Linked DNA regions of Mus musculus: region 2 is linked to region 1. A link is a contact called in public Hi-C data. All regions are on one chromosome and are shown on one strand. Each heading gives the region's core, a stretch centred on a gene start, on an enhancer-like site or on the middle of the called end of the contact. The rest is flanking DNA. Distances are from core to core; before and after follow the strand shown. Region 1 holds the start of Shisa9 (shisa family member 9). Region 2 overlaps Shisa9 (shisa family member 9).

The links. A called contact is a pair of places that touch in the nucleus more often than the background predicts.
Region 2: a Hi-C map of bone marrow-derived macrophages shows a contact between it and region 1, with 2.1 times the contacts expected there. The contact joins the enhancer-like site here to the promoter of Shisa9 in region 1. A contact is called at or near these places in 5 of 39 promoter capture datasets (the HPC-7 cell line, HPC-7-derived erythroid cells, embryonic stem cells and 2 more), 7 of 484 Hi-C or Micro-C datasets (the HPC-7 cell line, bone marrow-derived macrophages, cerebral cortex and 3 more), 4 of 115 datasets of contacts at active chromatin or transcription factors (astrocytes, bone marrow-derived macrophages, embryonic forebrain and 1 more) and 2 of 9 other capture datasets (adipose tissue and macrophages).

What each region holds. Positions count from the first base shown.
Region 1 is chr16:11,979,475-11,986,990 of GRCm38.p6, forward strand. Shisa9 (shisa family member 9) reads left to right here and starts at 4,639. Exons shown (of 5, transcript NM_028277.2): 1 at 4,639-5,669. The coding sequence starts at 5,107. It overlaps Gm32278 (predicted gene, 32278), which reads right to left and starts at 4,271. Exons shown (of 2, transcript NR_155455.1): 1 at 4,084-4,271.
Region 2 is chr16:12,086,053-12,093,568 of GRCm38.p6, forward strand. The region is part of intron 2 of Shisa9 (shisa family member 9); the gene reads left to right. Among named protein-coding and RNA genes, the nearest start is that of Shisa9, 110 kb to the left of the region's middle. Within about 2 kb of position 4,264, at least 12 of the 459 cell types and tissues checked have an H3K27ac peak or open chromatin away from gene starts, as enhancers often do. A contact at or near this core is called in bone marrow-derived macrophages, where this site is marked.

The DNA of each region.
Region 1 (7,516 bases), core at 3,389-5,888:
ACACAAATCACTTCAAACTTTGAAAGACTTCCAGCCAGAAAGTGCTGGGATTTAAACATAAGCCTAACACCGCAATCATGGTATTTAATTGGTTTTAATTTTGACCCCCAGTTGACATTTGGCAATATCCATGAAAATTTTAGTTGTTACAAGGAGGTGAAGGCATGGTGGTATGGTGTCTGGTGGGTGAGGGTAAAATATACTGCCAAATGTTCCACAGTGCCCCGGGCGCCCTCAGGACACAGGTGTGGCACTAAGTGTAGACAAGCCTGGCATAGAGGTACCCTTCTCCAGCTTCAGGTCTCGGTGCTGGACAGTACACTTTCTTTTCCTTGCTGTAAACACCACTCTGTGTTTATTTTCCTTAAATTGACTTTACGTTAGTGAATTTAAAAGAACCAACTACACTTTAACACTTCTACCTATGGATTCATCTGGAGGATGTGCTTTTTAAAAAGATGCTTATGGAAACAAGTAAGACACCATTGATAAGTGAGATACCTGTGGAGGGGCCCCATCGTCAGTGCGGGGAGCCATGCTATTGACCTACTTCAGCTCTTTGAAGCTTCTTTATCTCTGCAGACACAGAGGACAAAATCCATCAAATATGTGTTTCTGGAGCAGGCAAGGCTTGCTACCATTTGCCTCTGTGTCATCGCTTCCTTTTCCCCCCTCAAGGCTAACAGTTGCTTGGAAACCTCTTTGAAACCTTAAAAGCCATCTGATGAAGAAGATGAACAAACAACTCATTCGGGGAAGGGCCACTGTGCCCATAATTTAATTTGTTGCATGGCTTATAAACACTGGTTTCAAGGTAGTCCCAGGCAGCCCAGACCCTTCCTTAATTGTTAGCTAGTACGATCGCATGCTTGTTGTGGTAGGTACCGCAGCCTGAAAAATTGAGGCCAGAGTAAAGGAGGTTCTTCTTTAGATATTAAAAAAGGCCTGAGCTGTAATTCTATAGCATCCTCATCTCTTTCACAGAAAAAAAAGCTTTCATAAAGGGCCACAATTTTCCCTGGGTGTGTTCAAGTGAATTTGTTTCTGTAGGGGTTTGGGGAAGAGATCCAATATGATTTTTCCTCGTCTATGGACTTGCCAGCTGTTTCAGTGAGCAACTTTAGAACCTGCCCCTACCCCCAACATAGAAAGAAGCCTTAAAAGAAATATACTTTTGGTCCTGTGTCCTGAACCTATCAGGGGGTAGTGGCTATACAATAACTTGATATGAAAATGGGCATTTTTATCCCTCCAAAGAGTGAAAAGAACAAAGATGATTTTCCTAAATATTTCTCAAAGGCTTGGCACATGGGCTGGAGCAATCCTAGCAGGCACAGGCAGAGCCACTGCAGATAGTAAGGGAACTGAATCAGGGGAAAGCTCCTGGGGAACAGGAGGAGGCTTAGGATTCTTCCAGGAAAAGCAGGCAGGGTGGATCTCAGTCTGCTTCCTTCTGAAGCAAAGCTCCTGCAGTTTTCTTCCCGCAAACAGGGGGCAGTCTCTGTTAATTAAAGCCGGAGAGCCTTGTGCAGAGACCAAAGGCAGATCCAGAAGTGGACTTTCCTATTCATCTTTTGTGTAAGGGTATTTAAAAAAATCATGTTTCAAAGTCTCTTAAACCCCCCAAATCTTGAAATTGTGTGTGTGTGTGTATGTGTAAAACCTACTTTTTTTCTATGAGGTCGCTCATTGTAAAGGATGCCTTGACTCTGGCTGGTGAGCACCGAGGAGGTGTTGAAGCAGGGTTGGAAATGGCAGAAAACTACATTAGTAGTTGGAAAGCTTATTCTGGCCTTGGCTTTACCACTTGCTAGCTAGAGCTCACAACTTCTTGGATCCTAGGAAGCCTGCTGGAAGGTCCCTCCCACAAGCCCAAGTATCTCCCAACCTCAGGGAAGACGGGATGCTAGAAAGCACCCTGCGTGCTCTGGGCATTCCTTTCCTCTTTTTTGTCCCAGATCGAACAATTTCTTAAAGATCTCTTTCTAACCCCTTCATGTCTCTCTCCCTCTCTCTCTCTCTTTCTGGATAGGCATATTCCCATGGGTGCAGGTGTGCACACACATGTGTAGCTGTGTGTGCTGAGGCCAAATGACAACCTCAAGTGTCATTCCTCAAGAACTTAATTTTTAAAAGATTTATCTTTTTATGTGTTTGTGTGAATTTATGTGAAGCAAGTGCATGTGGGTTCCGGTGCAGGCCAGAGAGTGCCATGTACCAGTACTGGAGCTGTAGGAAACTGTAAATCAGCTGATTTGGGTGCTGAGTCCTCTGTAAGTACAGTAAGGGCTCCTAACTGCTCAGCCATCTCTCCAGCACCCCATCCCTTTGTCAGGAGATCCCCCTCAGTAGGTTAAGACAGCTGGCCCAAGTGTCCCAGGGGTCTGCCTGTGTCCTCTCCCCCAGCTATGTGATTCTAAGTATGTGCCACCACACTCTGCTTCCTCATGTAGGTTTGAGGGGGTAAACTCAGGTCCTCTTGCTTTCATGACAAGTAATTTCATGATTCATAACTTGTTAAAAATCTTAATTAACTAAACACCTAGCTAACATACTTCACAATTCGTTTTTGTCTGTGTGCCTGGGAACACAGATTATCAAGGCCATTTTAGTCATGTTATTTACATGGCAGTGCTTGGAGACATTAAAGATAGAAACACGTAATCAAAGGTGGGGTGCATGTCTGTTAGGAAGGGACAGGAAGTGGCCAGTCACAGACTCTGGAAGCATAGTTCCTGGGTAAAATGTCAATAGCTTTCACTCCACAAACTCCCTGGGTAGCTTTCTCATTGCTTTGAGGCTCAGTTTCTCTCATTGCTATTGGGAAGATAATATTAACCAAGAAGCAGAGAATTAAGGGAGCCCCTGAGCTCACTGATTCCTCTACAAGACCCCAGGTTGTCTGGTACTCAGTAGTTATTGATTTTTAATAAAAGCAAGCTTAGGGATTGTGCTATAACTCACAGAGAAATGTCAGCTGCCATCAGCTCCCACACCAATGTTTATGGGATGGACAAGGTGGTAGCAGTTGTGGGTTGCCAGTATGACAAATATGCCTCCCACCCTATTTGCAGGGTCCTATGGTGAGGAAGCTGGTTGGCAGTTCTCTTTCCTTTTCACAGTGGGGGATGGGTTGGAGTACATTCTACTGCAGTCAGTCTTGGCTCTAAGACCTGGTGTGGTTTACCAAGGTGGCCCTGGGCTGCATTTGTAAATCTTCTTTCATCAAAGGGAGGGGGAGTTTAGCCAAACCCTTTGATTTGGAAAAAACTTGCCACACAGTCTTAATAAATCCTCTCATAAATTATCAATTAAGAGGATCCCAGCAGACCATTTTACATGTGGCCCAACTTCGTGGTCCTTTGAAAATTTCCCCCAAGAGTCCTGCAGCTGAAACCAAACAAGAGGAGAGGGAACAGAAAACATTGCTTCCTCTGTGATTCACCCAGCCTACTGCAAAGAGCATACTCAGTTAATACAATTAAAAAACAAAACGCCAGGGCGTGTGGGGATATAAATTTAGCTTAGCAGCTTTGATGTGAATCCTGATTTAGGGGCTATTGAAATCAAATTCAAGTAGAGGGCAGGAAGAAATAGGAGAAATGGTCGAGGGCTTATGGAGGGCTGGGAGGAATCAGTCAGGAGAAAGGAAGAGAGAACAAATTTGGAAAGGTTGAGAAGAGATGCTGGGAGCCAAGGAAACAACCTCGGTGAGGATGTCGGGGAAGGGGGGCTCCGTGGGGACAGGGGACAGCCTGCTCTGGAGACTGTCGCGCGGGCTGCAGAAACGAGTGGCTGAGGATGAGTGCCCAGGCCTTGCGCTGCGCCAAAACTGCCAGCGCAGAGGCGGCGCCGCTGTGTGCCCTCCTGTGGAGCTCAGCGTTCGCTGCGGGGGCGAAGAGGGACAGAAAGCGGCAGGTCCTAAGGGCTAGGGGAGTTCTTAGGAGAGCCCTTCCAGGGTGAGCCATTGCCTTCGCTTTGTCCGCTGACCGCCTCGCCAGACCACCCAGCTTTTAATATGAGTTCCCAAGCCCCTGTTCTGGGGTGCTTACCACAGCCCAAGGGGTTTGACACCTAACCCACCTTCCCAGTTCCAGCCTCTTCTCTGTTCAGGGACTCGAACCATCCCAGGCTCGCGCCAGGCATGAGGTCGCATCCCCGGAAAGGGCAAGGCAGTTCCTGCACGCCCGGGAGGAGGAGGGAGATCTTGTCTACACTGCTTCTAGTGTGTCTTGGAGTGAGCAAGCCATCTAATCTGTCCCGATTCTCCTAGTCACCCCTTCCCTGATCGACAGATTGCAATCGCAGCTCCTGCGCACGCACCCCTAGGGGGGGAAATCGAGGGCGGAACCACCTCTGAGTCTTTGCTTGGGGTGAGGAGCACCTTTCTCCCCGAGAGGGTGCCAGAGGTCCCGGCCGTGGTTCTTTCCACCTGCCGAGAAATCAGAGCTGTTCTTTCGAGCCTGGCAGCGGTGGAGCTTGCTGCTTTTGCCCGAGCTCTCTCTGCACGCCCCCTATTCGCCCCCGCCCGCCCGAGTCACCTCTTTACGCGCCCCCGCCCCTTTCGAGCTAGCGCTCACCACCACCCCTCCTCTATCCGCCCTCCTCCCCTTCCCCCTTCCCTCTGGCCCTCCCTTCATTCCACAAGTGTCGCTTCTCTCTCTCTCTCCAGCGCACTTGGCGTGCTAGAGAGGTGAAGAGCATCCTGCGAGCGAGCGGACGTGGGGAGCCGAGTCCCGGGTGGCGGGTGGAAGGGAGTTACGGACACAGCGACTCTCTCCTGTTTTCCACCCCCGCCTCCCCCGGTGGCCAGCAGGACCTGCACCCCGCGCTGGCCCCCGCTCCTGCTCCGTCCCCGCCCGGCCCCGGCGCGCTCCTCCCCGGCCGGCCCCCTTCCTCGGCGCGCGTCGCGCTGGAGGCGAACGCAGTCTGAGCCGAGCGCAGTGGCCGCCGACCACCGAGCGCCCCGCGCCGCCTCCCTGCATGTGCGGCCAGCGGCGGCCCGCAGCCCCCGCCAGCAGCCTCGGCAGCTTCGGCCGCGCGTCCAGAGGCGGCGGTAGCGGCTCCAGCGGCGGCCGAGCGCTCCAGCCCGGGTTGGGAGACACGATGCGCCGAGTCCTTCGGCTGCTTCTCGGCTGCTTCCTCACCGAGCTGTGTGCCCGCATGTGCCGGGCGCAGGAGCGATCTGGGCACGGGCAGCTAGCGCAACTGGGCGGCGTACTGCTGCTCACAGGGGGCAACCGCTCCGGAGCCGCCTCCGGAGAGGCCGGCGAGGGCGTCGGGGGCTCGGACGCACCGCCGACTCGAGCGCCCACGCCAGACTCCTGTCGGGGCTACTTCGATGTCATGGGCCAGTGGGACCCGCCGTTCAACTGCAGCTCGGGCGACTTCATCTTCTGCTGCGGGACTTGTGGCTTCCGGTTCTGCTGCACGTTTAAGAAGCGGCGACTGAACCAGAGCACCTGTACCAACTACGACACGCCACTCTGGCTTAACACGGGCAAGCCCCCAGCGCGTAAGGATGACCCCTTGCACGACCCCACCAAGGACAAGACCAACCTTATCGTCTACATCATCTGCGGGGTGGTGGCTGTCATGGTGCTGGTGGGCATCTTCACCAAGCTGGGGCTGGAGAAAGCGCACCGGCCCCAAAGGGAACACATGTCCAGGTGGGCTGCCTCCCCTTCGCCCCCCTCTTTGGGTCCACTTTCCTTTCCCATCCATCTCCAACATTCCCCAGCCGTGCTTCCCTCCACCCCAAGGTCTCCGATTGGGGAATGTCATCCAGGACGACAACTTTCCCTTGTAGCATTGAGCCAAGCAAGGCATTGGGCTCAGCACAGGTGGGAGTGAAGGCCGAGTGTGGAAGGGGAAAGTCTCTTTTCCCCTCGCCCACCTCCTGTTCCCTCTCACCAGATATGATGGTGGGTCTTGAGACACATAGCCGGGTCTTTAAACTCTTGCGTTTTGGGGAGAGGATCCATTTATGGAGGTAAACAGAGGCAGGCGAACCTGAAAGGAAGTGGGGGGGGGGGCGTGTATGATCCGTGTGCTTGTGTGTTGGAGGGAGGGAGGAACGGAGGGAAAGAGTGAGTACCTCCTGCAACTTGTACACTAGCGAAAATGAAGCAAAGGTTAGGGAGAGTGCACCAGAACCAAAGCCTCCTAGTGCTGGCGCTTCCCCAGAGCTTTGAGGGTCCTTGATTAGAACCTCTTCTTTCCCCATTCCATTTCTCCCTCACCATCTATTCCTCTCTGTGCTGCAGCCATCACAACGCTGCACACCTTGCCTGGCCTGGAGATGACTCCACGGGCCCCCTCCACCCTTCAAGCACCTTGATTCATCAACTTTGCCTTTCCCTTTATTCATTATGCAAGTCCTATCACTGGCAAAGTCGCAGCAGATGGGAGAAAGCATTTGGGGATTAAGGGAGCTATTTGCCTTTTTGTTTAACCCCTCCCCCAAGTGTCTAAAATGATTCCCAGAACTCAATAACTTTGGAGGTGAAGGATGCAGAGTAAGCCAGGAGCCAGGGGAGAGATGCTGGGTTAGCATGAGGTCTGAGTGAGAGGGATGCAAGGAGAACTGTGGGCCAGATGACAGCAGGATGGCTGGAGCCAAAGTCCAACTGATTTTAAGTCTGGGCATTGAAGTCACAGTGTTCTCTTCACTCTCCAACACCCTCCTCCCCCACGTAGGGTGTGTGTGTGTGTGTGTGTGTGTATGCGTGCTAGCTCACAAGTGCGTGTGTGCATGCTATCTGTGTACATGCCTAAAAATCTGAACAAAGAGACCTAGCAAAAATAGGCAAAGGAACATTACCACCCCACTGGTAATCATTTTCTGTGTATATGATGAGAAAGAGTATCCAATGAGTTTTTCCTTTTCCCAGAGATAAGGGATCTGGAGGGAAGGTGGGGAAGTTCTGCTCAGTTTGGGTTAGTGGTAGATGGTGTTTTCTTGGGGCACAAAAATAAGCTCCCAGGGCACCCAGGAAACTGGAACCAAGAAAAGGTGCTGACCCAGCCTACCTCCTGCTACTCCCAGGTGCTCTACCTCCAGCTTCCCAGGGGGTTCACTTTAGGAGAGCTCTATCCAGGGACATCTTCTGTTGTCCTTAGGGTGAGAGTGAGAAATGGATGCAGGTCTGCCCTGGATGCATGTTGCCATGCAGGGAGCCAGTACTCAGACAGGAAAGCTGTCTTGCTGTCACCCTAACTTGGGCTGAAATCTCCCCCATGCCTTTTTGCTAAGTTCTAGAGTTTCCCTTTTTGGGATTTGGTGGGAAGAGGAGCTACTCCTGGCAGGTTTGTGGGTGAGGCTACAGCTTCAAGTTCCCGTGGATTGGGTGCGCAGGTCAACCTCGCTCTCCATTGATACTCAGAGGCTCAGTGGGAACTCAGTTTCCTGTCTCAACCCCTCCTCGCAGGCAGCTCTTTTTAGAGGCATCAACTCCAGTTTTTTCTGCAGATTCTAAGTAAAGTCTGTTTGGAGGCCACATCCAGGAGTACCCAG
Region 2 (7,516 bases), core at 3,014-5,513, 110 kb after region 1:
TACAGGCAGGTGTGAGCCACCTAATGTGGATTTTGGAACTTCAGACCTCTTTGAAGAGCAGCAAGCATTCTTCAGCTTTCTAAACAACTTTTACAATTTTTTAAAAAGCAAACAAATAGGCATTGTTAGTTATAGGGAGAATACTGTATAGGAGGTGAGCAGAACTGAATCACTTCGAGCCTCTATACCTCTTGATTAATAATTACATCCTAACCCCAGCCAAATTCCCCACTGCTTTCTGTTTCTATGAGCTTAACTATTTCAAGCACCTCATAGACACAAAGCAGTCATTTTTATTATTAGTTTATTTCACTTACCATAATATCTTCAAGTCTCATTCATATTATAGTACACAATGCAATTCCTTCCATTTTTAAAAAGCTAAATAGTTCTCCATTGTATGGAGAATGTATCCACTCATCATGGTTTATTTATCCACGCATCTGCTGAGATGCGTTTGAATTGTTTCCATATCTTGGATGCTATGAATCCTGTTACAGAGAACATGGGAGTGCAGATGTCTTTTTGAGATGTTGGCCTTGGTCTCTTGACTATACCTAGAAGCAGGATTCCTGCATTACTTAGGAGGTCTGTTTTAAGTTTTTTGGACACCTTTCATTCTGTTTTCTGTGCACAGGGGTCAGTCCCTAACCTCTGGAATCCTTCATTTCCTGCAGGTAATATAATAACAGTGGAGACCTTTTCATTCATCTTTTCATTTATCCAAGTAATTGAGAATAACTTATATGGGACATGTAAAGCATGTGACACAATGAAAAATGTCCAATCACCTTTGACAGTATTATTTCCATTTTATTAGAGAAGCATTTGACACTCAGGAACTTTATTTCATAAGTGTGTGTGTGTCCCATGTTTATTTATATGTGTGTTAGCACATATGCATACCATGTGCATATGGACACCAGAGGTTGGTGACAGGAATGATTCTAGAACAATTTTTGACCTTATTCATTAAGGCAGAGTATTTCAGGTATTTCAATCAAACACAGAGCTCATCAGTATGGTTTTGCTAGGTAGCTTGCCACTGCTTCCTGAGGCTAGAACTACAGCCAGGCTAGAAGGTTTACCCATATTTATATGGGTCCTGGGGATACAAACCCCAATCCTCAAACTTGTGAGCCAAGCTCTTTAACCTATGAACTATCTCCCCAGTCTAAATACGAGGGCAAAAGGGAAGCCCACAACTCTCCCATACCAGAGCCTGCACTTTAGAGTTTGGCACTGAAACCCACCGCCTTACCTTTAAGGCATCATAATTTCTGAGTTCGGGATGAAGTCTGGAGAGTTTTCCTTCAGTTCCCTATTTTACTGGATCTTTGGAGGCTACATCCTGTTGGTTGATCAGTAAAATGCCTGGGATCCCATGACTCCCATTCTCAATGTTATGTCGCCCCGCACTGCGTACAGTGCTGGTCTTTCCTTGAAAACTGTGACCAACACTATGGCTGTTCCTGCTGGGAGATCCATTCCCCAGTATCCTTATGGCTATGCTTAATAGCAAAGTCCATCTCAAATGTGATCCAGTAATTAGTGCTATTTATTGAATCAAATTAGCAAAAGCTTAGAAAGCCAGCCAGACGCAGGTGCTCAAAAGAGGTTCTTAAAAGTCTATTTATTAAAAATTCAATATATCTTTAGTATGCTTCCCAGCATCTCCATTTCCATGTATTTACCCAAGAGAATTGAAACTTACATCTACACAAAGAATCTACATCCATATTCACACATATTTTATTTATAATAGTCCAAAGCTAGGAACAACACAAAATGCCAATCACAAAATGCATAAACAACCCACGTTATAGCAACACAGGGGATAAATCTCAGCAGTAAGAAAGAATGAATCTCCGTACACAGAAAGCATGGGTGACTCTCAGGCGCACTGTATTCAAGGAGACAATACAGGCATGGAGAGTGTGTACTGTGCAGCTGTATTCACGGAGAGACTCTTAGAAGGGGAAACTGCTCAGATAATGTGGCCACCGGGCGTGAAACACCTTTCTCTGGTGTTGTGTTCTGTCTCTCACATGTCTTGGTGTTCCTGGATCAATGCATGTGTCAACATTTATCAAGCTAGGCACCCAACACGAATCATTTTAGTGAGCTGGATAAAGCCTTGGTAAAGTTTGCTTGACTTCTGACTCCCTTCTTAGGCAGGTAATGGCAGTCTTTGGTAGTGTATGTCACTCAGTCCAGCAACCTCCATGGACAGAGAGCTTCTTCCTAGGTGAAAGTGTGCCATTATACCACAGATTGCAATTGCTGCAGCAGCAGAGGTCATGTGACCTAGAGGCAGCGTTGGAATGCTTGGATTGGTCAGGCCTGGGTCATGTTGGGGATCCCAGTGTATTGTCAGCTCTTCAGAAATGCATGGGGTTTGACTGGGGAAGGAGTTGTTTCCTGAAAGTACATTGAAATGCTGTTCCTGGGAGATACAGGAAGGGAGTCAGTGGCGAAGAGGTTTCCACACACATCCTTCCTGCCACATACCTTCCTCTCTTCTTATCCTGCAGTATCACATGTTCCCATCACCCTTAGGATTTCTGCCAGTGTGCATGCATAGAAAGGCAAAGGCACTCAGAGGAGGCTGGTCTCAAATCTCAAGATTGCCTCTTCCCAGCCTTCTGACCATAGGAATTTTATCCAACCCTTCCAAGGCTCAGTTGTCTCATCTGTAAATGAGAGGTTGTTATAGTATCAACCCTATGATGTTGTTGTGGACGGGTAATTTTCAGCAGGTGTTTAGCTATATGACCAGAAAACAGTAAGTACTTAGACACTGCTATCTGCGGCATCACTCACAGCTAATTCTAGTAGTTCTGAAGGACTTTGTAGAATGGAGCATTCACCAAGAACCAGGTGTAGCAGTTATCTTTGACCTATCAGTACTTAAAGCCCAGATACATTGATTCTATCCTACCACAAAACCTCTCATTTGTCTTGAGGGCTTTGCTGGGTATGGCCTCTTGCAGATGAGCTGGTTTGGAAGAATCAGGAGAGTTGATGCTCCTGGAGACAGAGCTAAGTTAATGGTGGCTGATCAGCTTCCTTATTCCTTGAGTGAGAGGATTCTGAGCTCTCTGATGCAGCCTGTCCTGGCAGCTTTAGCAGGAATGAGCCTCAGTTGTTCATAAGTGTTAGCTTGACTGACTTCTCTACTCCTGTTCCTGAGATTGCCTCCCAAATAAGTTTATATCCACGTGTGGTGGTTTGAATAAGAATGGGCCCCATAGGCTCATATGTTTGAATGCTTAGTCGTCAGGAAGTACACTACTTGGACAGGATTAGGGGGGTATAGTTTTGTTCGAGAAAGTGTGTCACCAGGGGTGGGCTTTGAGATTTCAAAAGCCCAAGCCAGGCCCAGTGGTTCTCTCTCTCTCTCTCTCTCTCTCTCTCTCTCTCTCTCTCTCTCTCTCTCTCTTCCTGTTCCTCATGGATTTGGATATAGAACTCTTGGCTTCTCCCACAACACCATGTCTTTCTGCATGCCTCCATGCTCCCTATCATGATAACAACAGCCTAAACCTCTGAAACTGTAGGCCAGCTTCTATTAAAAGCTTTCCTTATGAGAACTGCTGTGGTCATGGTATCTCTTCACCACACTAGATCACTGACATAGACACTGCTCAAACTCAATTTCAGAGCCAGCTCCAAGAGCATTCAGGCTGGGATCTGAGCCCCATGAGTGAGTAGCAACACCCTTCACTAGAATTTCATTAACAGTGGGACTTGGGGAAGTGAGTTATTGCCTGTGGACCAGAGGCTCGACTTTGTCTTTGATGATGGTAGAAAAGAATTAAGTTCTGCTTTCTGGACAGGGAAGCTCTAGGAGGACCTCTGTAGGAGAAGAATGCATCAAGGGAAATGAATCCCAGATGGCCTTGTCATGGCATGAAGGCAAGGAGTCACTGGTGAGAATTTTCAGGAAATATTGGTTAAGCAATCGATTACCTTGGCTCCTAACAGGGCTGTTACTCAATGTTAGAATGAGTAGCTACTGGTTTCATGCCGGCAGACTTTGCAGAATCCATGGCTTGGAAAGCCTTTACTATTAAGTTGATGGTGAGGGGGTCATTGGAATACACAGTGACTCAAACAGATCCTGGGAGGACCATGGCTGCTGTGGGTCTTACTCCAGGCATGTTGCAAAATTACCCACAGTTCCAGATTTACATCCCTCTGTAGTTGCTGCCTTATCTGTGACCTTAGGAACTCTTCTGCACTCTGCAGGCCTTTGCTTCCTCTTCTGTTCAATGGTGCGTGCTATATGAATGTCAGTTATCATGCAGTGTAAGCCACATGGGCTGTAGTGCACAATATGTGCGACTTCCCATGTTCAGCCAACTCATGTCACAATTGAGGTGGATGAGTGGCAAAGGATGTGGACCCATCTCAGATGAACTCCCTGGCCTGGGGCAGGCAGTGCAGCATCGGACAGAGGAGGAACCTGAGGCCTGCAGAGTTCTGGAGACTCACTGAGGTCTCAGTTGCAGGATACCAGCATCCTTGAGACTCAGTAGGTTTAAACACGTGCCAAAAGAAAGCCTGGGGTTCAGGTGGGCCAGGCCAGTGACAGGAGCATGTGAGCACTGGGTGATACTTGGACGATAGTCCCAGAGCTCCCCATTCACTGGTTTTCTGAGGCTCAGTGTGTTCTCTTTGAAAATGAAAAATGAATACATTAGGCTCATGTGAGGCTTCTTATGACAACATGTGTTGGGAAAACTTGGATTTGCTCCAGTGAGACTGATGCAGTAGGAAGTGATTTGAACATAATGTGGATTTCACGTCGCTTATGTGAAACTTCCTAGAGTAAAAAACAAGTGGTGACTGCGGAAAACTCCTGAGTGGAGCTGAGCCACACAGGAAGAGAGCAGTGTAGTCAGGAGCACAGCTTAGACACAGCTCCACGGCCATCCAAACCCCTCCTGGGGTCACAGCTTCTCCCTCCTTAGGTCACAGCTTCCCCCTTCTGGAGTCACAGCTTCCTCTGTGGCTTCCATTGCCTCACAAAATTCACAAAACTACAGCTGTCTCTCAGGACCTGCTTCTGTAACCCAACCTCAGGCTTTTGGAGTAAAACAATATTTATTGATGCAATTACACAATTTAAAGCCACTCAACACATGGAAAAATGGTACTACTTTTTTTTTTTTAAATCAGGTTCTTGTTTCTTTTTACTATGTCACTGATAAAGTATATAACTGTTGTGCCCCTTCCCCGACTTCCCATAAGTCCTGCAGCTTTTATTGTGTGATTTTTGCCCAGGATAGAGAGTTTTAAGGTTGCATGTGTTACACCAGGGCAGGCCAAATGTAGAATTAAAGCACCTAGGAGTAGTGCCCTGTGCAGAGCACTGGGTGTACTGGAGCATCCTTGCCTTCCATCCTTATATAATGACAGTGGAAGGGAGCTGAACTAGGACTCTGGACTGTTGTGAAAGCCCTCCAGCCTCTAAGCTGAAAGAAAAGACTAAGGAACAGTCTGGAGGGGTCATGCACGATCGAGGCTTCAGAAAGGCCATAGTTAGGACTTTTGTAAAAAAGAGAAAACTCAGGTTCCCATTTTCTGTGACAAAATAATTTACGATATAAGGGAAAATACTGCATATGCTCTCTCACATGTGCACTCAGGTATATGCATAAAGGCTGTGTGAGGACTATGTGCAAGAGGATTGAGAAGTACACAGGAGCAAAAAACATGGATAAACACACATGAAAGTATTGCTAAGAGACAAATTGTTCAAGGCATTGGGTTCAGTCCCTAGCACACACAAAATAATACAGGGTAAAAGAAACATATTGATTTGGAACTAGTAAATTCCCTGAAGATCTTGATTCGGCTGGAGCTGGATGGAGGAACTTGCATGCAGTTAGCAAGACCTTATTCCCATCCCCCAGCCCTATCTTCTGCTGTGTTGTTTCCATTTTCATGTAGCCTGTCTTCCTGTGAAAGCCGGATGGTGGCCACCAGTTTCTGGCTCAAGTCATCCAGCTTCAAGTCTAATATAGATAAGGAGGTCTCTCTCCTAGTCTTGCCAGCTTAAATCCTGGGATGAACTGACTCTATCTGAATCATATATTCACATCTGGGATTGTAGTTGTGGCCCAAGGAAGATGTTGTTGCTTGGCTTGGTGGTGACAAACCCTCCCTCAGAAATTGGTTGTGCAAATGGTCTAGACTAAGGGACTGGGGAGGCGGTTCTGCAAGGGAAATTTAAAGCATTGGGAACTGAATAAGGAAGAAACAGAATAACACAGAACCAGGAATTGAATCTGTATTTTATGCTTTACTCTGCTTTATTTTCGATATACCCCAGCAAGCCTATCTTTCCCTTCACAATGGGCAGATGCTGCCAGCCTACACTTCCCAAACTACTCTAGGGCCAGCCATCAGAAGGGTATATATAAACCAGTTTCAAGTTCTTAAGAAATGATTCAGGTTATGCTTGGACCAGGAGCCCATATATATTGAAAACACTGTTTAGTGGTAAGGACCCTGTAGGTGTTTGCCCACATGGCAGTGGAGGTGCCTGTTGTAAAATTAAGCTGCCAGGGTTCCCCTTGTTAAGTCTATAGATGGAGAGATGAATTCAAATTGTCACTATGAGGAGGTCAAGCATCCCAGTAGGGATCCATAGTTAGGTCGGATCTGTTTCTTTCAACTTACCAGTGATTGTTTTCAGGATTGGAGTCCAATGTGGGTTAGCCCATAGTTGTTGGAGCGAAAGGTGCTTGTTAGTATACTGCCATCTGAAGACAGAGAGGAACACAGAGCTAGTGGAGGTGGGGTTGGGAGCACCATGAGCATGACATAACAATGATCTAACTTTTTAGCTTTGGTCTCACCTCTTAGTCCTGCTAGACTTGTTAATGAGTGGGTATTATACACATCTGACAGAAGTCAGGTCACTGGGATGCTCTTTTTCCCTCTGAGATTGGAAGCAATTGGATCCTAGATATTGTGTTCCATTCAGACTTCAAGCGCTATGATGGCTGGGGGCGGGAGTGGGGATGGGGGGTGGGGGGGGGCGGGGGGCGGGGTAACTGTTTGGATCACTTGGAAATTACATTATTTTTTTCCAAATTAAAATGCTAGATCTAGCTCCTCCCTGAGACTACACAGTTTCCCTGTGATTTTGGAGTTTGTATTTCCAAAGAAGTACAAGCTATTTCTCCACCTGTGGAGTTGATCTGGCCCTGTGCTTTTCTTTTGGCCAAAAGAATGTGGTAGAACAGTCTGCCAGTTCCAAGTCTAGAGCCAAAGGATTTTGTGTGTTTCTGCTTTCTGTCTTGCACCTCGGTGCTTCCAAGAGAACACTCCTAGACTAACTTGTTGAAGGATGAGAGACACAGGAGCATGAGCCCGGGCACTCCTTTGTACCATCCAAGATCATTGTGAATCAGTCAACAGCCAGCCTGTTCTGGACACGGGAAAGAGCTGAACAGACTGGATATGTGATCCTTGCCAAGGCCACTGGTCCTTTTTAAAAAGC